4 separate regions of the Sus scrofa genome follow, and all the other regions are linked to region 1. Evidence: chromatin contacts called from public HiChIP or PLAC-seq and promoter capture Hi-C data. All regions are on one chromosome and are shown on one strand. Each heading gives the region's core, a stretch centred on a gene start, on an enhancer-like site or on the middle of the called end of the contact. The rest is flanking DNA. Distances are from core to core; before and after follow the strand shown.

What was found. Promoter capture Hi-C pulls out the DNA fragments that hold promoters and counts their contacts. HiChIP or PLAC-seq counts read pairs in DNA pulled down with a chosen protein or histone mark.
Region 2: a contact with region 1 is called in a promoter capture Hi-C map of liver, with 6 times the contacts expected there. The contact joins the promoter of FAN1 here to the promoter of NSMCE3 in region 1. A contact is called at or near these places in 1 of 5 promoter capture datasets (liver) and 1 of 47 Hi-C or Micro-C datasets (embryonic fibroblasts).
Region 3: an H3K27ac HiChIP or PLAC-seq map of alveolar macrophages shows a contact between it and region 1. The contact joins the promoter of MTMR10 here to the promoter of NSMCE3 in region 1. A contact is called at or near these places in 1 of 5 promoter capture datasets (liver) and 2 of 2 datasets of contacts at active chromatin or transcription factors (alveolar macrophages and skeletal muscle).
Region 4: a contact with region 1 is called in an H3K27ac HiChIP or PLAC-seq map of skeletal muscle, with 4 times the contacts expected there. The contact joins the promoter of TM2D3 here to the promoter of NSMCE3 in region 1. A contact is called at or near these places in 2 of 2 datasets of contacts at active chromatin or transcription factors (alveolar macrophages and skeletal muscle).

Annotation. Positions count from the first base shown.
Region 1 is chr1:144,471,508-144,476,522 of Sscrofa11.1, reverse strand. NSMCE3 (non-structural maintenance of chromosomes element 3 homolog) reads left to right here and starts at 2,497. Exons shown (of 1, transcript XM_005659809.3): 1 at 2,497-5,015. The coding sequence starts at 2,603. The coding sequence ends at 3,439. The region is part of intron 2 of FAM189A1 (protein FAM189A1); the gene reads left to right.
Region 2 is chr1:143,959,139-143,964,398 of Sscrofa11.1, reverse strand. It overlaps FAN1 (fanconi-associated nuclease 1), which reads left to right and starts at 2,742. Exons shown (of 14, transcript XM_021098761.1): 1 at 2,742-2,938; 2 at 3,800-5,194. The coding sequence starts at 3,949.
Region 3 is chr1:143,864,605-143,869,661 of Sscrofa11.1, reverse strand. MTMR10 (myotubularin-related protein 10) reads right to left here and starts at 1,916. Exons shown (of 16, transcript XM_003121665.4): 1 at 1,664-1,916; 2 at 1,020-1,080. The coding sequence starts at 1,723.
Region 4 is chr1:145,357,485-145,362,316 of Sscrofa11.1, reverse strand. TM2D3 (TM2 domain-containing protein 3) reads right to left here and starts at 2,624. Exons shown (of 6, transcript XM_005652477.2): 1 at 2,480-2,624; 2 at 2,027-2,119. The coding sequence starts at 2,570. It overlaps TARSL2 (probable threonine--tRNA ligase 2, cytoplasmic), which reads right to left. Exons shown (of 18, transcript XM_021084977.1): 18 at 4,555-4,832.

The sequences.
Region 1 (5,015 bases), core at 1,248-3,747:
TCATGGATGTCCTGTATCAATCTAAGCGTGTCTGGGTGACTTCTCTATGCAATGTCTAAAACTTCATTCTTTTTTTTTTTTTTTTGGTGACTCAAGAGCCAGTGTTCTTTATTTTATCTTATTTTATTTTTTGTCTTTTTGCCTTTTCCAGGGCCGCATCCGCGGCACATGGGGGTTCCCAGGCTAGGGGTCCAACAGGAGCCACAGCCACGGGCCTACACCAGAACCACAGCAACTCGGGATCCAAGCCACATCCGCGACCTACACCACAGCTCATGGCAATGCCAGATCCCCAACCCACTGAGCAAGGCCAGGGATCGAACCTGCAACCCCATGGTTCCCAGTCAGATTCGCCAACCACTGCGCCACCATGGGAACTCTTAAAACTTCATTCTAATCTGCATTTTTCCATTTGCATTCTTCTGGACAAAGTACAGAGAGGTATTTTAAGACTTAAAGCTGGTATATTTTTTTAACCATTTGCTTGACCTGTGAGACTACTTGGTAACTGAGGCAAACTCCTTATCAAGGAAAAAAACAAAAAACAAAACAAAACAAAACACTAAAAAACCAGCCCAATTGTTGACAGTGGTTTTTGTCTTATTTCCTATTTTTCTGTTATCTCTTGGTTGCTATTTTTTTTCCTTTTCTAAGTCGGGGTACAACTGATCCTTCTGAAGGGACCTTTTGCAGAATTCTCAATTGTAGGAGGTTTCTTTGAACTTGGGTTTAAATTTTAATTTGCAAGAAAGTTGAAGCAGATGAATTTTCTCATTGTGAAACAAAATGAATGCCTTGATGATATATTTGTTTTTCTTAGCAGGCTTCTGCCATTAAGATTGATGCTTGAGGATATATTGTTAGATCTTGTGTGGAACAGAAAGTTATTACTCATAGTTTAGCAGATTTTAGCATACTTGCACTACAACATGGAATATTTTACATTTAATACTGCGCCATTATCAGATGGCATTTTCATACTGAATTACAACAAAAATTTTATGCTACTAACATTTAATGAAATTTTAATAAGGCTGTGTTTTGATGCTATTATTCAAATAATGTGTTTTGAATTACTTTCCTTGGAATATATTTGCATTAAAGAGGAACTCAATTTGATTTGGTTCTTTGAAGAGTTTACCCACTTTCTGGTAGCTTTAAAAAAGACAAAATGGGAAACTCAGTTTCTTCTTTGCAAGTCACTAAATAGAAAAGGAAGGCTGGAGTTCCCATTGTGGCGCAGCAGAAATGAATCTGACTAGGAACCATGAGGTCTGGGTTCCATCCCTGCCCTCACTCAGTGGCCTAAGGATCCAGCATTTCCTTGAGCTGTGGTGTAGGTGGCAGACTCGGCTTGGATCTGGCGTTGCTGTGGTGTAGGCTGGCAGCTGCAGCTCTGATTAGACCCCTAGCCTGGGAACCTCCATATGCATGGGTGCGGCCCTAAAAAGACAAAAAGACAAAAAAACGAAAGAAAAAAAATTTTTTTAAAGAAAGGCATTTGCTAAGATCCGTGGAAATAAGGCAGCAGACTGCAAATGGTTTGAGTTAATGAAACAATTCATGTTGGTTATTAAAGTTGCACTATGTGTGTGTATATATATATGTATATATATATATATATATATATTTTTTTTTGCACATTTAATAGATTATAAGGGATGCTACCCTTGGGTTCTCCTAACTTTCACATTGAGCCCTTAAGGCTGATCTATTAAGGCAGTCCATGATTGCAGTTCTTGGTCAGGATGCCTAAAATTAAACGGCAACCTCTTGAGAGCGCATATCTTTGTTGGTAGCTTTCTCTCACCCATTTCTGCTAAAATTCTGGTTGTGGGACCAAGGCGATTTTCATGAGCATGTGCTTTATAAAAGATAAACTCCCTTGACCAAGCAAAAACACTCCAATTAAACGTGATTTATGGGGCGGCTTCGCGAAGTTGTCCAGCTGATGGTATTTATATGTACACAATATCGACACTGAAATAGTGAAAAGGCAAGTCTGTTGTTACCTTTGTTTTTAAAGAGACTGTTTTAAACAGGCTTTAGAGAAAGTAACTCTTGGGAAACGGTTAGGAGGGATTGGTGAAAGCAAACTAGTCCTCATGGTTTTTCATTCCTTTTACATCTAGTTTTGAATGGAAAAGAAATGCTTTCACTTTCCTTTCACGCTCTCCGCGGTTTTTCTCCCACATTCACCTTCGGAGTTTCCTTCACCTAACAAGTTCCGACTTGAGAACTCGTCATACTTACTCTCAGTAGTCCTAGTCGCTCTGTTAGGGGCTTTGTTTCCTGTTCTCTATCTGCTTGGCTTGGTAAGGACAATCCTTAATTATAATAAAAGAAGCCATAGGGACCGCCAAGGCTGAGCAAAGACCCCACTTTCCTGACTGCCAAAAGGCCACTGCTCCGACCTACCCACAAGACGTGGCGCGAACTCCGTGACGTAGCGCGCAGCCCTCTTGACGCAGCGCGCAGCCTCCGTGAGGAACTCGCGCCCGTGGCCCCGCCCCGGGCCGCCGGGACCAGCTGCGCGCCTACCCGCAATCTCGCAGCCGCCGGTTACTGTGAGTCCGCGCCGTCCGGGGCCCGCCGCCGCGATATGTCGCAAAAACCGAAGAGTCGCGGCCGCGCCGGCACCCAGGCAGAACGGGAGCGGGACTGGGGAGGAGGCGGCGGCGCAGAGGAGGTCCCGAGCACGTCCCGCGGGCCTTCCTCGCAGGGCGGCCGGCGGGCCGAGGCCTCCCCAGCGCCGGGGCCCCGGTCGCAGAAGCAGCTGGAGCTGAAGGTGGCCGAACTCGTGCAGTTCCTGCTGATCAAGGACCAGAGGAAGATCCCGATCCGGCGCACCGACATCCTGAAGCACGTGGTCGGAGACTATAAAGACGTCCTCCCGGAGCTGCTCCGGCTGGCAGCCGAGCGCCTGGAGTACGTGTTCGGGTACCGGCTGGTAGAGCTGGAGCCCCGGAGCAACACCTACATCCTGGTCAACACGCTGGAGCCGGTGGAGGAGGACGCCGAGGTGCGCGGCGACCAGGGCACACCTACCACCGGGTTGCTGATGATCGTGCTGGGGCTCATCTTTATGAAAGGCAACAGCATCAAGGAGACGGAGGTCTGGGACTTTCTGCGGCGCCTCGGGGTGCACCCCACCAAGAAGCACCTGATCTTCGGGGACCCCAAGAAGCTTATAACCGAGGACTTCGTGCGGCAGAGGTATCTGGAGTACCGGCGCATCCCCCACACTGATCCTGTGGACTACGAGCTCCAGTGGGGCCCACGCACCAACCTGGAGACCAGCAAGATGAAGGTGCTCAAGTTCGTGGCCAAAGTCCACAATCAGGACCCCAAGGACTGGCCGGCTCAGTACTGTGAGGCTCTGGCTGAGGAGGAGGCCAGGGCCAGACCCCCAACAGGTGGCCCAGCCCCTTCTTCTTGAAATCTGAGAGACTCAGAGGGACTCCAGGGGGGGGTGGGGGGCGTGTGTGTGTGTGTGTGTGTGTGTGGTGTGTGTGCATCTTTCTGCTAAAGCTTCAATGTGCGTAGTTTTAGGATGTGTTTGCCGACTTATATTGCAAGTTCCTTGGTTCCAAATTTTCACCTATAAAAATATTAACGGACGATTTGTTTTGATTTATTGTCTGTGTTTTTTGGTATAAAAATCTCGCTAGCTTTCTAAAGCTAATTGGAAAACTTTGTACCATGATCTGGAAATAGATATTGAAGAAAGAACACGTCAGTAAGTTGCTTTGATGTCAAGGAAATAAAAGCACGAAATGGCTCTTACCTGGCCTCTTGACGACCCCACTTTGAAAGGAACAATAAAAGTCTATAAATTGAAACAATAAAAGTCTATAAAATGTAATTGCCTATATCCCTTTTTAAATTTAGCATAGCTACTTTTAGAATGTATTTTTTATGTATGTAAGCGTTATGAATCATTCTAAGTAATGTACATGCTGTATTTTTCCCAAATAACTTTACCTCGATAATTACTACTAGGTTGTGTGGCTGACTTTTAGTTACATTTATTTTTTTCCTTTTTTGGCTACTATAGTTACAATAAATACTGTGTTTTGAAGCAGCATTGTGCATTTTTTTAACCATAAGTCGAGAAATTAATTTCATGACTGAAAACAGGCATCTTAACAAAAAACACTTTTTGCTACATAGCATTAAGGTAAATAGTGTTTTGTGGAAATTGTTTTATTTGTGTATGTGCATATCACGATGTAAAATGTATTTCTTTCAGTGGGTTACAGAAAAGATAAAGCCATTAGTGATTAACCATGCCTACCTGGGAAGCAAACTATCTGGATTCAGATTCTACTTCTGCATAACTAGCTATATGAATTAGGCATGTTACTTAAGATGTATACAGATTTTTCCTCACCTGTAAAGTGGGTTGATGATGCCTGTATTGTGTGTGATGTGATACTTAGATATGGAAATATGTGTGAAGTTCTTGGCACAATGCTGGGTGTGGGGGATTTTAGTTGTTGCTCTGTTCCTTAAAAGTTTGTTTAAATATGTTTTTTATTCTTGGTATGGAGCAACAAAAAAAAATTTTGAAGGTTTTCTTTCATTATCTATTTAGTTTTCAATTTGTCCTATTATTTTGTAACTTTGATCACTTTGGTTAAGGTGGTTTCTGCCATTCCTCTACACTTTGAAATTTTCCATTTCCCTTTGTAACAAACAAGCAACTTGTGTGGAGACAGAGATTTTGTAAATATTGTATTCCTCACCAAAATTTCAGTTTATTCACTTTTATCTGTATAGATTCATTATAGTCTTTTATTGTCACGATTTATTTTGATACCCAAATTGTCCCTGTTTGCCACTGGGAGCATTTTAAAGCTGGCTTTTGTGTCTTCTACTTGCCCCCATCATTCTTTGAGCAATTCCATACTTTCTGGCACAAAAAGATCATTCAGCCTTAACTTGAATTTTCCCTGCCACAGACCTCTCAGCCATTTTCTCCAAAGAGCTCTGATTCCTTTTGGATGGAAACG
Region 2 (5,260 bases), core at 1,493-3,992, 510 kb after region 1:
GTGGCATGGGACCCTGGCTAGGGAACTTCCACATGTCTTGGGGTGTGGCCAAAAAAAAAAAAAAAAAAAAAAGGCCCAAATGGGCAAAGAAAAATTTTATGTTTAAATTTTTCTCATCTTGGGAATTTCCATCATGTCACAGCAGAAATGAATCTGACTAGGAACCATGAGGTTGCGGGTTCAATTCCTGGCCTTGCTCAGTAGGTTAAGGATTCAGTGTTGCTGTGAGCTATGGTGTAGGTAGCAGATGTGGCTCGGATCTGGCGTTGAAGTGGCCGTGGCATAGGCTGACAGCTGCAGCTCCAGTTGGACCCCTAGCCTGGGAACCTCCACATGCCGTGGGTGCAGCCCTAAAAAGACAAAAGACCAAAAATAAATAAATTAAATTAAATAAATTTTGCCATAAAAATATGAATTTTATTTCATCAGTACTCTTCTTTTAAGCTCTCTACATGATTTTATATTTTGTTTTTCTCCATCTTCCTCCAACAGAATGTATTCTCCATGAAGGCAGAATTTTTCCCCATTTCTCTTTCTGTTCACGGCCATATCTTCAGTGTCCAGAACATGGTACAAGGGAAGCACTCAATACATATTTGTCAGTGAGGTCCCTGTTCATACCCTTTTCTCTTTGGTTTGTTTATTCATTCATGGATTCATCTGACACATATTCATGGAGTAATCATACAGTGCTGACCACTGCTGAAGGCAGTGGTAGAGGAAAGCTCTCAGGGGATTCTGCCTCAGAAAACTTCCATCTGGATCACTCATTGGGTGCTGGAACCAGCTGGTATTGCAAGCAGCTCTTTGTAGGAAACTGCCCTACGCAGGAAGCCCCATTCCTTGTTACTCTAGCAAAGCCACATTGAAATTAACTTAAAAAATTTTTTATTATAATTGGTTTACAATGTTCTGTCAATTTCTACTGTGCAGCAAAGTGACCCAGTCATACACACATATATATTCTTTTTCTCACATTATCTTCTGTCATGTTCCCTCACAAGTGATTATATATATAGTTCCCTGTGTTATACAGCAAAATCTCATTGCTTATTTACTCCAAATGCAATATGCATCTACTAACCCCAAACTCCTAGTCCATCCCACTCCTGCCCCCTTCTCCTTGGCGATCACAAGTCTGCTTTCCATGTCCATGAGTTTGTTTCTTTTTTCTGTAGATAGATTCATTGTTTTTTGTTTTTTTTTAAATCCTTTTTTTTTCTTTGTCATTTTAGGGCCACACTTGCAGCATATGGAAGGTCTCAGGCTAGGGGGCATATTGGAGCTGTAGCTGCTAGCCTATACCCCTGCCACAGCAATGCCAGATCCCAGCCCAGTCTGGGACCTAGACCACAGGTCACTGCAGCGCTGGTTCCTTAACCAACTGAGCAGGGCCAGAGCTTAAACCCAAGTCCTCGCGCATACTAGTCAGATTCATTAACGCTGAGCCACGATGAACCCAGTAACTAACTTTTAACCAGGCACCAGTATGCTCTACTTATCTCCAGCCCAAGCACACTATTCAATTCTTTTAATCACACAATACTTTGCCTAACTTGTTCAGTAGATCTAAGAAGTAGAAACAAAGTGTAACAACAGATGGCCAGATCTCTTCCCTAGCATCCCCTTCAGTAATCTCTGGAAAACAACCTGTATGAACAAGATAGCATCTAGAGAAAGACCAAAGTAAGTGACATTCCTGCTCTCAGTGAGGAATGTCAAGGACTCTTGACTCCCCCATCTCTGTGATTACTGAGATCACTTTCTTTTTTCCCTTTAAAAGCTTTTGCGGCAGAGCAGAATATTGGGAGGTGGTTTTGGGGAGACACTGAGTCCACTATCTCCCCAGATTGTTGGCATTCTGATTCAAGGTAACTTTCCTTTCTAGTGACATTTGTGAGTATAATTTTGTAAGCACCTGGACCCCCATTTGTTAACATTGTTGGTGCTCAAGGGCTGACTGATAAACTTACAGTAATTTTTCAGTTGTTAAATATAGCCATTACTTTAAATTATACCTCATTATATTAAATTAAGCTATATTAAAACAAAGAAAAACTATATTAAAACAAACTAAACTAAATGGAAAACAAAAGTAAGAAATATCCAAATTCACCACTCCCTAATTACCTGACTACATTTTATTATTCCCTTTTTTTAATTTTTATTTTTAATTGAAGTATAGTTGATTTACAGTGTTTCAGGTGTACAGCAAAGTGTTGTACATATATATGTATTCTTTTTCCTATTCTTTTCCATTATAGGTTATTTCAAAATATTGAATATAGTTCCCTGTGCCTTACGGCAGGGAACAGCATCTCTGCGAACAGCGTTGCTGTTTATCTATTTCTTTGTTCTTGAGGCATCTATTGCATTAGGCAGAGAATAGCATCTCTACTAACAGCGAATCTGTGAACAGCATCTCTGCATCTCAGAGAACAGCTGGCAGATGTCCAGCACTTGCTGAGTCTTCCTTCTTTCTGGCTAAGTAGAGTTCACACCTGTATCTCCTCCCAGGATGCCCCTTCCCTAGACATAGAATGTTCTCCGACCAGCAACCCGCTCACGTTCCAGGCGCCGGGCTCCTCCAGGTGCGAAGAGTCTCATAGACTCTCGGCCAGCTCAGCCTGCCTGGAGGGCAGGATGCCTTTAAGAGGAGAGGGAGGAACGATCGATCACTCGAGCCTCTGCTGGCCGAGTCTGTGGCGGCCGAGCCGCGGGGAGCAGCTGGGAATGCCTGGCGCGTGGAGCGGGTTGGAGGCGCGGGGCAGCTGAGCTGGTGTTATCCGCGCCTCGGGGTGCCCGGACTGCCGGAGGGACAAAGGGGAGGGGGCACAGGGGAGGGAGACAAGAGAGGGGAAAGAAGGAGGGAGAGAGGGAAGGAGCAAGGGGTGAAAGACGGACTGGCGGGCAGTGGAACCCCCGGTGCGCCTCCCAGGTGCGCGGGCGGGCGGTGCTCAGCCCCAGCCTCATGTTCGGGGGCGGGGCTACGGTGGGGCCTTCAAGTGTGTGGCGGAGGCTTGCGACTTGGAGCTTTTCTTCTTGCAGGCCTGTGCTGCCCGAATGGGTAGGCGTTATCTGTCCCAGAAAAAGTTAACAATGCAGTGGTTTTAGAAAAGGAACTGGCATAGTCAGATGTGCCTTTTTAAAAAAAGCGGTTATTTTTAAATTTTAGGAATGTTAGAGCTGGAGTTCCCATCCTGGCGCAGCGGAAACGAATCCGATTAGGAATCATAAGGTTGCTGGTTAGATGCTGGTTAGATCCCTGGCCTTGCTCAATGGATTAAGGATCCGGCGTTGCCACGAGCTGTGCTCGCTGACACAGCTCATATCTGGCGTTGCTGTGGCTATGGCTAGGCCAGCAGCTGTAGCTGCAGTTGGACCCCTAGCCTGGGAACTTAAATATGCCGTGGGCGCGGCCCTTTTAAAAAGCGGAAAAAAAAAAAAAAAAAAAAAAAAAAAAGAACTGGAGTGCCTTTGTAGCGCAGCGGGGTCCAGCGTTGTCACTGCTGCAGCTCAGGTTGCTGCTGTGGCCTGAGTTCCATCCTTGGCTGGGAAACTTCCCTATACCGAGGGCGCGGCCAAAAGCAAAAAACTTATCCCCACAAAGTCCAACGCCATCATTTTATGGTAAGGGACACACTGAGGTGATATGGACATCTGATAGGAGGGTCTTCTGGCCCGGAGTCCACGGTTTTTCCTCATACCAAGTTTGCCATTGCACGTTTTAGAGTTTTTGTTTCCGGTTTTTAGTTGAATTCACAAAAATGTTGTTAACCCGCATGTTTTTATTTTGTAGGAAGAAGAAATTGACTAAATGAATAACATGAAGTCCAGTAGAATCCCACTTTTTATGATTTCAAGTCAGGAAAGTAAGAGTAAACCATTGTTCTTCCCCAGTGATATGCTGTATTTTACTCCTGGAAACACCCAGCTTCTCTAATACTCATGATGTCAGTGGGGAAATCTGCCAAAAAAAGACCTTGTAGAAGTTTATCAATAAGCAAAACTAAAAAAAATGAGTCTAACTCTATTATTTCATTTTTTAACAATGTACCGCCTGCCAAACTTGCCTGCCCTGTTTGTAGTAAAATGGTGCCAAGATATGACCTAAACAGGCACCTTGATGAAATGTGTGCTGACAATGGTGACATCACTCCAGGGGACCCAGGGCACATTGGCTTAGCAAGTTCAAATGTGTCCACAGTAGATGTAACCAATACTGCTTTAGAAGATGTAATGCCAGAGAAGTCATCACCATCAAAGATGAATTTAACCCCTGGCCAAAGTGACTCAGCAAAAACGGGCATGAAAAAGAAGACCAGCCCCTACTTTAAGAATAATGATGACTTGGTGGGCAGAAATCAAGATGAACTGAGACATCTTAATGTAAAAGTCATCTCTCTGGGAAGCCTGTCATCTAAATTGTCCCGAAGATACATAAAGGCTAAAAGATCAATAGGTAAGAGTGAGGGACTTGCCAATCAGAGTCCCCAGAGTTCCTCATCCTCAGTGGTTAAGAGCCTGGTTGAAAACCATTCAGAGATTGAGGACCAGGGTCAACTTTTGGAGAATAGTTCTCAAAAGGAAAACATGTTTACCTATGATTCTCTTGAGGAACCACATACTCCTGAAGGCACTAAAGTAATGGAAATTGAAGACCAAAAGCCTACCGAGGAATGCAGATCAAGCCTCACCCTTGCATTTTCAGATAACACTCCTGTGTTAATTTCACCAGATTTAACTCTTGGGAATGCATTAAAGTCTACTTTAGAGGACGGCCTTTCAAAGCCAGAGAGTATCAAAGGAGTAGATGGTAAAGGTGTTGCGAAATGTGGGGCAGGTGATTGTGAAGAGGTGAAAATGACTCTTGTTTCAGAAGCTAAAACACAGATGTCACATTGGGAGGCAAAATCTCCTAGCTCTAAGCACGATGCTTCTAATTGGAGTAACATTCAAGCACTTCCTCTGGAAGACGACAGCAGCTCAAAGAATGAAGTCACACACAGAATTCCTTTGGAGCAGGGGTTAAGCTGCGATGTTTCTAGTGTAACATGTCCAGTACCCTTGGATTATCCTTACTACCTTCGGAATTTCCTCATGGTGCTGAAAGCCGTGTTTGAGAATGAAGATGATGGGATGCTCTTTGATGAACATGAGAAGGGAATTGTGACTACATTTCATCAATTATCAGGTATCTTAAGCCTCTCTGCTTTAGGGGATTGGTTTCCCATTTGCCATACTGATTTGGACTGGGATG
Region 3 (5,057 bases), core at 667-3,166, 610 kb after region 1:
TTCCATTACTACCTATCTAATCATTTTACCAGATTTAGCATTAAGTAATGACTGAGATTTTTACATGTTGACAGTAGACACACAAGCTGGTATTTGGTTATATTTCAGGTTTAAATCAAGTTTTTCTAAGTATCTGGCTACTTTCCCCAATAAGCATATTAAACAAGTTACTTTTCTTAAACATATACTTGTCATGTAATTCAAAATACCAATCAAATAAATATCTTACATGCTTTAAAATGAAACTCCTATTTACCATCAATTCCTACATCTACCTCTAAGGTCAATTTTGTTAAACCAGTGCTTCTCCACAGGGAGAAAATTTTGCCCCTAAAATAAAAGGGTTTGGCAATGTCTGGAGACATTCTGCTTCTCATAAGTGGGAGGTAAAGGAGGGGATGCTACTGGCATCTATTGGGTAGAGACCAAGGATGCTTCTAAACATCTTGCAATGCACAGGACATCCTTCCAACAAAGAATTGTCAAGCCCAAAATGTCTATAGTGTCTCTGCTGGGAAACCCCATTCTAAATTGAAACAAGAAGATCTGCAAACACAGCTGACACCTTCAAAAAACAATTGCCAAGTAAGTAATTCAAAGGTCACTAAGCTCTATCACTGGTATAGAGACCCAAACATAATAAAAGTTGCTTTTCATACTGTTAAAATGATGATCTATTAACCATTCCTGCATGAATTTGCAGACAGTTCTTTCACTACCTAAGCAATTAATGATAGCTTTCAAAAAGCACATTTCAGGAGACAAAAGAGGAAATAAGAGTGATATTCTTGACAGTTTTCTATGATGCGTCAATTTTCAAGGGCAAATACCCATTTAACACTACTTTTTGTTGCTGTTGTTTACATCTTACCAACTTTTTCCCTCCCTCCTCAGTCTTAGATTTTTAACTTGCTAAACTTTAAAGTAAATGAGGAAAGTTAACCACATGGTACTAGCTGATAGAAGAGTCTTAGACCAAAACACACCACTAAATTATCTATTAGAACCCTCATGTTTACCTGGCAAAAGAACTGGCTCCAGTTTTTTAATCTTCGGTTCCGAATTAATCTTATCGTCAGTCTGAAATACATTAGCAAAATAAATCAAAATCAAATCTTTTTTTCCCTGTGAGAGACTAAAGCAAATTTAGTTTTCTAAGTGATGATACATATCCCCCCCTTAAATTCTTTCACATTTTCACCCAGCTCTTTTAAAGAAAGGTCTGCTCATAATGGAATTGAGAGTCTGAGCATAAAAACACTCTAAGCGCCTAAGCCGCTTCCAGGTGTTCACTTTTAAGACAGGTGCGTGACTTCTTCCACTAAGTGCCCACAGGCGATGTAATCAGCTGGCGGTCACAGCAGGGACTGTCGCCAAGCAAAGGGCTAAATAAATCCGGCTCCGGTTGCTCCGTCGCTCCCGGGGGTCTTGGGGGGAGGGAATGGCTGCGGCGGAGTTCTGCAAGTTTCCAAGGAGCCAGTGGGGCTCCCAGGAAGGCGCGCTTCCCCGAGCCAAGGTCGGGCAGCCGCGCAACTGGGGACAGAGGACGGGGAACCGGGGTGGGGTCGGGGGACAGGGCAACCTCCGGGCTCCCCCGCTCCCCGGCGGGCCCGCGGCTCCCCGGAAGCGCGAGGAGAAGGTCCCGGGGGAGAGGGATATTTACCTGGGGGGGCGGCAGGAGGTAGGACCTGAAGGTGGGTCTGGGCGGCTTGAGCGAGAACATGGTGCCGCCACCGGCTTCGCTCCGCCGGGCCGGGTCGCGGCCCGGGACCCGCCTCCCGACGCCCGCGGGCTGCGAGCTCCCAGTGCGGCCGCCCTGGCACGGTCTGCGGCCAGCCGGGCCGGGAGGGCTGACGGGCGGAGACTCGGCGGAGCGCCCGCCCGAGCGGGGAGGAGCCGGGGCCCATCCCCGGAAGGGGCCCGGCGCCCCGCCCCACCCCGCCCGGCGAGAGGCACGCGCAGGGCCGGCGGCCGGCCGCTCCCGACCTCTAGGCCGCGCCGGCGCCGGAACGCGAGGCCTACGCAGAGTGCCTTTGCCCAGCCCTCAGCTAGGGTGCCGGGGGGAGCGGGGCCCGGGAGCCATCTTGAGAACCCCGCTTGGGCGGGGTAGGGGCGCACCTACGGCGGCCGGCAGGGTCCTCGGCGGCCGGCGAGAACCTACGGCGGCTGGCAGGGGTCATGGCGGCCTGCGGGGTCACGGCGGTAGCTGGAGGCTCCCTTTGATAGCTACTGCGCCGCAGTTCCGCTCTTCCTGAGACAGCACCTTCCACTGCTGGTCTCTAGTCACCGTGCTCACGCGGGGATTGTTGTTTTCAGTCTTTGGGAGGAGCTGGGGTGGGGGTGAGGGACAGAGGACTCTGGAGCCCCAGGCTTAGCGGGTCACGCTGTCTGCGCCCAGCGGATGAGGGACGGGCCCCGGGAAAGTGGCCCAGGACAGCTGACAGTGACCGGGATCAAACGGTCAGCTCGGTCCCTTCAAGGTCCCACACCAGGGAAGACTTTCTTCCTTCACCTGGTCTGTTTGTTTTAGCGTGAAGCTTTGTGACTGAGATGTCTTGCTGCTCAATTCCGTGGGGTGCTGAGGCTGGCGTGGGCATGGGCGCTGTTGACACAGGACGATGTCAGCAACCCGGACAGCTCAGTTTATTTTAACTCCTAGCCTCGTTGTTAAACTTAAGTGTGAACAGATATTAAGAAAGTCGCCTTCCTGTTTTTTCTTGCCTATCCTCACATGCAAAGGTACAGCAAGTAGATAAATAATTAAAAGCTCAGCAAGAATGAGTCCTTAGCGGTGTGAAGGGCTTCCTTAGGCTATGGCCTGAATATTCTGGCCATTAATTGCAGAGAGCAGAAGAATTTCTGCACATCAAGCACGGGCCATTTCTGAACTCTTTAACAGAATTCCGAACTGAAGCAGCCTTTGGTGGAAGGGGGTTAGTGATGTTACCTTCTTGTAAATCTTAGTTGAGACTAGATTCTTCTCACACTTTGAAGAATAAATCCCTAATCCAACGTTTTATAAAAAATGTCACCAGGAAGCTCCAATGTGGCCATATGAATCATACTGACAAATGTTAATGGAAACACTAAAAAAACTTAAGTGTTTAAGATTCACAAGTTACTTTTTCTTGGGTCCTGGATCCAGAACTCCACTGATCTTTCTGGTTAACTTGAGTAACATATGATTCCATTTTTCTCAGGAACCACAATTGTACTTTAAAATGTTAAGCCCAGTGAGTTATAGGTGTAAAGGTACTATTGTCCACACATGTTTAAAACCTTTTAATGAGTAGTCTGTGATCTCACTACATTAAATGGATTTAAAGAAAACAAACTCATAGAAAAGGAGATCAGTTTTGTGGTTACCAGAGTGGGGGGCCGGCGGGGGGATTGGAGAAAGATGGTCAAAATGTACAAACTTCCAGTTACAAGGTAAATAAGTCCTAGGATGTAATGTACAGCATGGTGAGTATAGTTAACACTACTGTGTGATATACAGGGAAATTGTTAAGAGTAAATCCTAAGTGTCTTCATCACAAGGGAAACTTTCTTTCTCTTTGTATCTGTATGAGATAGTGGATGCCAACTAAACTTGTGATAATCATTCGGCAGTATGTGCAAGTCAGACCTTTATACTGTATGCCCTAAGCTTATAAAGTGATGTATGTCAGAGTTCCCGTCATGGCCCAGTGGAAATGAATCCTACTAGGAACCATGAGGTTACGGGTTTGATCCCTGGCCTCGATCGGTGGGTTAAGGATCTGGCACTGTGGTGAGCCGTGGTGTAGGTCGCAGACGCATCTTGGATCCTGCATTCCTGTGGCTGTGGGTAGGCTGGCAGCTGTAGCTCTGATTGGACCCCTAGCCTGGGAACCTCCATATTCCATAGATGTGGCCCTAAAAAGCGAAAATAAATAAATAAATAAAATTAATCTCTAAAAAAATAAAGTGATGTATGTCAATTATATCCCAATAAAACTGGAAAAAGTAGGATTTTTTTCCCCCATAAATACTCATCAGGGAATATGTGGATCTTGATTTATACTAAATGGCTTAGTGTGATTTGGGTTTTGCCAGACAGGTTTTCTTAGTATTACAACTCTAATAAGTGGCCATACAATTGCAATATGGAAAAACTCTGATTTCCAGATTTGTTATGACCTACCCTAAGTTTTAGGACATTTCCAGGTATCTAATTGTATTAGTCTGCTTGGGGTTGCCATGATATATCACAAACCAAGTGGCTTAAACAACAAAAATTTATTTTTCACAGTATTGGAGGCTAGGAAGTTCAAGATCAAGATGTAGGCAAGATGGAATTCTGCTGAGAGCTCTCTGCCTGGCTTGCACACAGTGGAGAGACCTGGGAGTAAAGTGCCTCACTTTGGTGTCTCTTCTCACAGAGCATTAATCCTGTTGGATTAGGATCCCATCCCTTATGGCCTCATTTAACTTTAAGTAAAGGCTTTGTCTCCAAATATAGTCACCTTGGGGGTCACGGCTTCAGTGTATGACTTTTGGGAGAACACAGTGCTGTTCCTAGCACTGGTCTTATAGCTTCTTCTCAGTGCTTGATGCTCAGTAAGTTTGGAATAGCTGACTATCTCTTATGGCTCTAATGTCATGGTTTTGATCTATTTTTCTGACTGTTTCCATTACTGGTTCTTCCTTCTTGAGGGATAGTGACATTCCCTACAGATCATTTCCTTTTCCTTGTAGAGAGGGAAAAAAAAAAAAAAAAAAAGCGCTAACGTGTTTTGAATATCTATTAGATGCTAGGTAGTTCATATATTTCATTCAGTTACTATGTTTGTATTGAGGGCTAACTGTGCTAAAAACCACTTGGGTCACTAAGACAATGTATCTACTTACCTGGCATTTTCACCATGGCTGTAAAGATGTAAAAATTGATGTATAAGTGCCATGAAAAAAATAAAACATGGGAAGAGGATGAGGGTTTTGTTTTTTGATGGGAGATGGAGTGTAGTCAGGGAAGGCCTTTGTGATAAGATGACACTTGAGCAGAGATCAAAGGGAATAAGGGAGCAAGCCAGGTG
Region 4 (4,832 bases), core at 1,375-3,874, 890 kb before region 1:
TTTAATGACTGTCTATAAAATGACCAAGAAAGTCAAATGACTACAATATACAGCATATACACATAACATATATATGGTGCTAGGCATAAATTAGGACCTTCAAAAATCTAACAACTAATGAAAAAACTAAGGCTTACAGATGGTAAAAGTTTGTTCGATATCACAGAGGGAGGGCAAAAATGGAAGCAGAACTCAAATCTGCCAGTTTCGTCCAATGCTATTTTCACTTGAATTCACCAATCTGTAAGTGACTCCACGCTCTAACTGAATTAGTCAGTACACCAAAGTACCAATGCTAGAAAACGTCCTCAATCATTACTCCACATCACTACCTCAACAAACCACAATCTGCGAATAACCTTTACAGTTTTACACTACCAAAGTTCAAAACAGTTTTCTATATTAGTAAGTTACTCAGTGGATTGCAGTTCTTTTTGCCAGCCAACCTAGCCTGGAGTACAATATATCTCCATCAGTTAAGAGAGGATCAAAATTGCCAACAGTATTCTCAGGGAGGAAGAGAAGCTTTCAAAAATATCCAAAAGATTCAAAAATTCTTATGCTTTCTCTATAAAATAATCTTTTTATTTATTTATTTATTATTTTTTTAAATGGGAGTTCCCGTTGTAGTGCAGCAGAAATGAATTCAATTAGTATCCATGAGGAATCAGGTTTGATCCCTGGCCTCGCTCAGTGGGTCAAGGATCCAGCACTGTTATGAGCTGTGGTGTAGATTGCAGAGGCAGCTCAGATTCCACATTGCTTTGGCTGTGGCGTAGGCTGGCAGGTGTAGCTCCAATTCAACCCCTAGCCTGCGAATTTCCAGGTACCGAGGGTGCAGCTGCTATCTTCTAGTGGTCTTTTATAGAATCTGCCGGCTTCAATTCAAATAATGGAACTGTAATCCTGCTGTACAGCACTGGGAACTATATTTAGTCACTTGTGATGGAGCATGGTGGAAGAGAAGGTCCTGAGAAAAAGAATGTATGTATATATATGTATGTGTGACTGGGTCACTTTGCTGTCCAGCAGAAAATTGACAGAACACTGTAAACCAACTATAATGGAAAAAATAAAAATCATTAAAAGGAAAAAAAATAATGGAATTCTAAAGTGAAGAAACTAGAGAAACTGAGGTTCCATTTAGCAAAACACAATAAATACTCATTTAAAACTAGTTCCACCTAAAGTCACCACTAAGTAGGCAATTCTATCTACCATAGCTTGTGGGAAACTAGAGACACTGAGGTTCCATTTAGCAAAACACAATAAATACTCATTTAAAACTAGTTCTACCTAAAGTCACCACTAAGTAGGCAATTCTATCTACCAAAGCTCGTGGGAAACTAGAGAAACTGAGGTTCCATTTAGCAAAACACAATAAATACTCATTTAAAACTAGTTCTACCTAAAGTCACCACTAAGTAGGCAATTCTATCTATTATAGCTTTTCTTTTGTTCCTATTACTATTATGGTTGGAGGATGTACACTTAGAATCACGAAGCAAAATGACTTCAGAGGGTTAACCCTACTAAATTAAAGATGAGAAAATAAGCCCTAAAAAGTGGATAATTTGTTCCGGCTCCCAGCAGCACCACCAGACTTAGAGGCCAAGTCTCTGACCCTCTCCCATCCCTTCATTTTATACAGCTGTGGGGGAGCCTTTAATATTCGATGTCAGGAACAGGGTTTGAGAAGCACAAGAAATTTTCTGAGGCGAAAGAGGCAATGGTCGAAGGTTATCTTGATGGATGAAGTGAAAAAAACAAAACAAAACAAAAAAAACCTTGAAATTTAGGAAAAGAGATGAGGCAGGAATATCAAAAGGTACTCTTCAGAAACACCAAGACTGTCTACAGAAAATTACGGTATTTGCCCTTGGTTCACGCAATCTAAAATGCAATGTATGAAATGTTAAAAGAATGGGACGTGATTTCATATTCTAAAAGAAACTACCCAAAAAAGAAAGGGAGGAACCGCTAGATACAAATATACACATTTACTAGAACGTAAAATGTCTAGTACCTGCTGCCCTGGGAACTACTGTGAAAGTACGTGTCGGGCCCGGATCCTTGACTGATTGAGCCAGCGGCTGCGAAGGCTCTACATTTAAGGACCCTACAATTAGAGAAACGTGTTATCCTGGGACCGTAAACCACCAGGCCAATAACTGCTTGCAACCTCTTGGCCTGACAGCCCGAAAGCTGAAGGATGAAACCCAACGGGATAAACACCAATTTAGGTCTGCGGGCAACTGGAGACGAAGCGTGACGCCGGGACTCAGCTCTGCGTCCCTGGCCGAGCCCTCGGCCCCGGCTCCAGGTTCAAGGCTCGAGGCTGCGGGTTCCTGGCCAAGGGGCGGGCTGGCGTCCAGAAACATACTGACTCGCCCGTTGACGACCCTCTGCCCACACCCCAGCCTTCGCCCACGGGCCCAACCCGACGCCCCCCACTCCAGGGTCCCGGCCCCTCACTCACCGCCGCCCGACAGGATGTAGAACTGCGAGAGGAACAGCAGCACGCGACACAAGCGGCGCAAGCCCTGCAGCGGCACAGCCACAGCCGCCATCTTTTCGGCTCGCGAACTTCCGGAATTGGGATGGGGGTGGGGATTGCCGGGCCGAGGGGCGTGGTCCCGGCGCGCCGAAGGGGCGGGGCCTGGGCGCAGGCGCGGCCGCCCGCCGAAAACTCTGGCCCCGACCGGAAGCTCCCTGGTGCAGAACTGTAGGCAGCGCTTGGCACTAGGCCAGGTCTCCTGGGACCCAGAGCCACACCTGAGGAACTGGAAGCAGAGGCGGGCAAATTGGAAATTTGGCCGCTATTTACACGTGACCAGATATGTATGTTTAGAGACAAAAACTGCTGCTGTGCACTCGGTACTGTGCGAAGGTTCAATGACAGACGGAAAAGGTGCTTTTTATAGATGAGGAAAATGGCCCGAACTGTTTGGGAAGGAACTCAGGCATGCCAGGTGGCCCCTGAGACCCCACTCCCCGCGACCCCAGGACTGGCCCAGCCAGCGTGTAGCTAGCACCTTCTCCACGGGCCGCCATGCTCCCAGGCTAGCTCCTTAGAGACGTGTAGCACTTCCAGAAAGTTCCTGAAAGACAGGGAGAAGCCGAACAGGAAGTGTAGCCGCTGGTCTCAGGCCCCAAACTCTCCTGAAGGAGGCCCGTCCTGGGGCAGGAGCTGCTCCCTAGGTCCCTGGCTCCTGAGGCTCGCGGGCACCTGTTCCCACTGCAGCATCTTTGATCAAGGGCTGCAAATAGGCTTCCCTCTTCCCGCCCACCTAGCAGTCTTCTGACACCCTCCCTCACTAGTATGATTGGTGAATGAAAGAAATACATTGAGTAGTGCTTGACCTCAGTAAATGTTAGCCTAAAAAGTTCTGTCTCACAATCTAGCATCACACAGGTCTGTTAGATAATACACTTGACACTGGAAGGACTTGAGGGAAAGGGGTGTGTGTGTGTGGTGGAAAACCAACACATAACTGAGGATGGGCTCTCCTTAACCAGTTCCTCTCCACTGGTGGTTCTACCTCCTTAGATTGAACCACCTGGGGTAGGGTCATGTCATACACTAGTATTTACTACTGAAAACAATCCAGAGATAAGTAGACCCCTGTTGTTCACAGTCAGCTGTACCGTTTTGTTTACCAACTCTTCAGGAAGCTAACTAAATGATGTGTGTAGAAAAGAGAGCGCATGTCTTTGTTTTGAATTCTACATCATATAGCCAAATAAACACTCAAAAAAAACCCTGCTTGATTGGCAGCTAAATTCACTACTGGCATAAAGACATTTTAATTCTGTCTGAGCAGTAAGGTGATCCTCTCAGTTAAAATCAGAACCCTAACCCTAACCCTAATCCAAGAGTTCCTGTTGTGGCTCAGCGGGTTAAGAACCTAACTAGTATCTGTGAGGATGTGGGTTCAGTCCCTGCCCTCCCTCAGTAGGTAAAGGATCTGGCATTGCCCCAAGCTGTGGTGTAGGTCACAGATGCAGCTTGGATCTGGTGTTGCTGTGGATGTGGCACAGGCTGGCAGCTGAAACTCTGATTTGGCCCTTAGCCTAGGAACTTACATATGTGCAGATGTGGCCCTAAAAGGGGAAAAAAAAAAAAGAAGATCAGAAATCCATTCGCAGCTATAAATCAGTGGAATGTCATCCTATCAAAAAAGTAATTTAGCAGCAACATGGATGCACTTAGAAATTATCATGCTAAGTGAAGTTAGTCAGACAGTGAGACACCTACATCAAATGCACTTAAGATTCCACTTACATGTGGAATCTTAAAAAAATGACGCAATGAACTTTTTTGCAGAACAGATACTGACTCACAGACTTTGAAAAACTTACAGTTTCCAAAGGAGACAGGTTGGGGGTTGAAGGGATGGGCTGGGAGTTTGGGATGGAAATGCTATAAAATTGGGTTGTGATGAAAGTTGTACAACTATAAATGTAATAAAATTCATTGAGTTTAAAAAAACTAACTTCAACTCTTGGGGAGAAAATTATTACAGTATAAACTTACAGGTAAAACACTGGAAGCACTATGTAACACATTTTATTTGAGGGTTTATTTTTTCTAAGGATAAATAGGTTCAATTTGTCAATTAGAAGCATTGAAATGGCAATTCTTATGCCACAGAGGAAACTAGACTGCACAACACTGATTTGTCTGTAATCCAGTATTTAGTACTAGCTGCTTCTTTTGTGGTTGTTGGTTAGTAAAAACAAATTAATGATTCTGATTTAGAAGATAAAGTTTCAGTGTGAACTTCAGTAAAACTTTAGTTAAAAAAAAAAAAAATACTGGAGTTCCCATT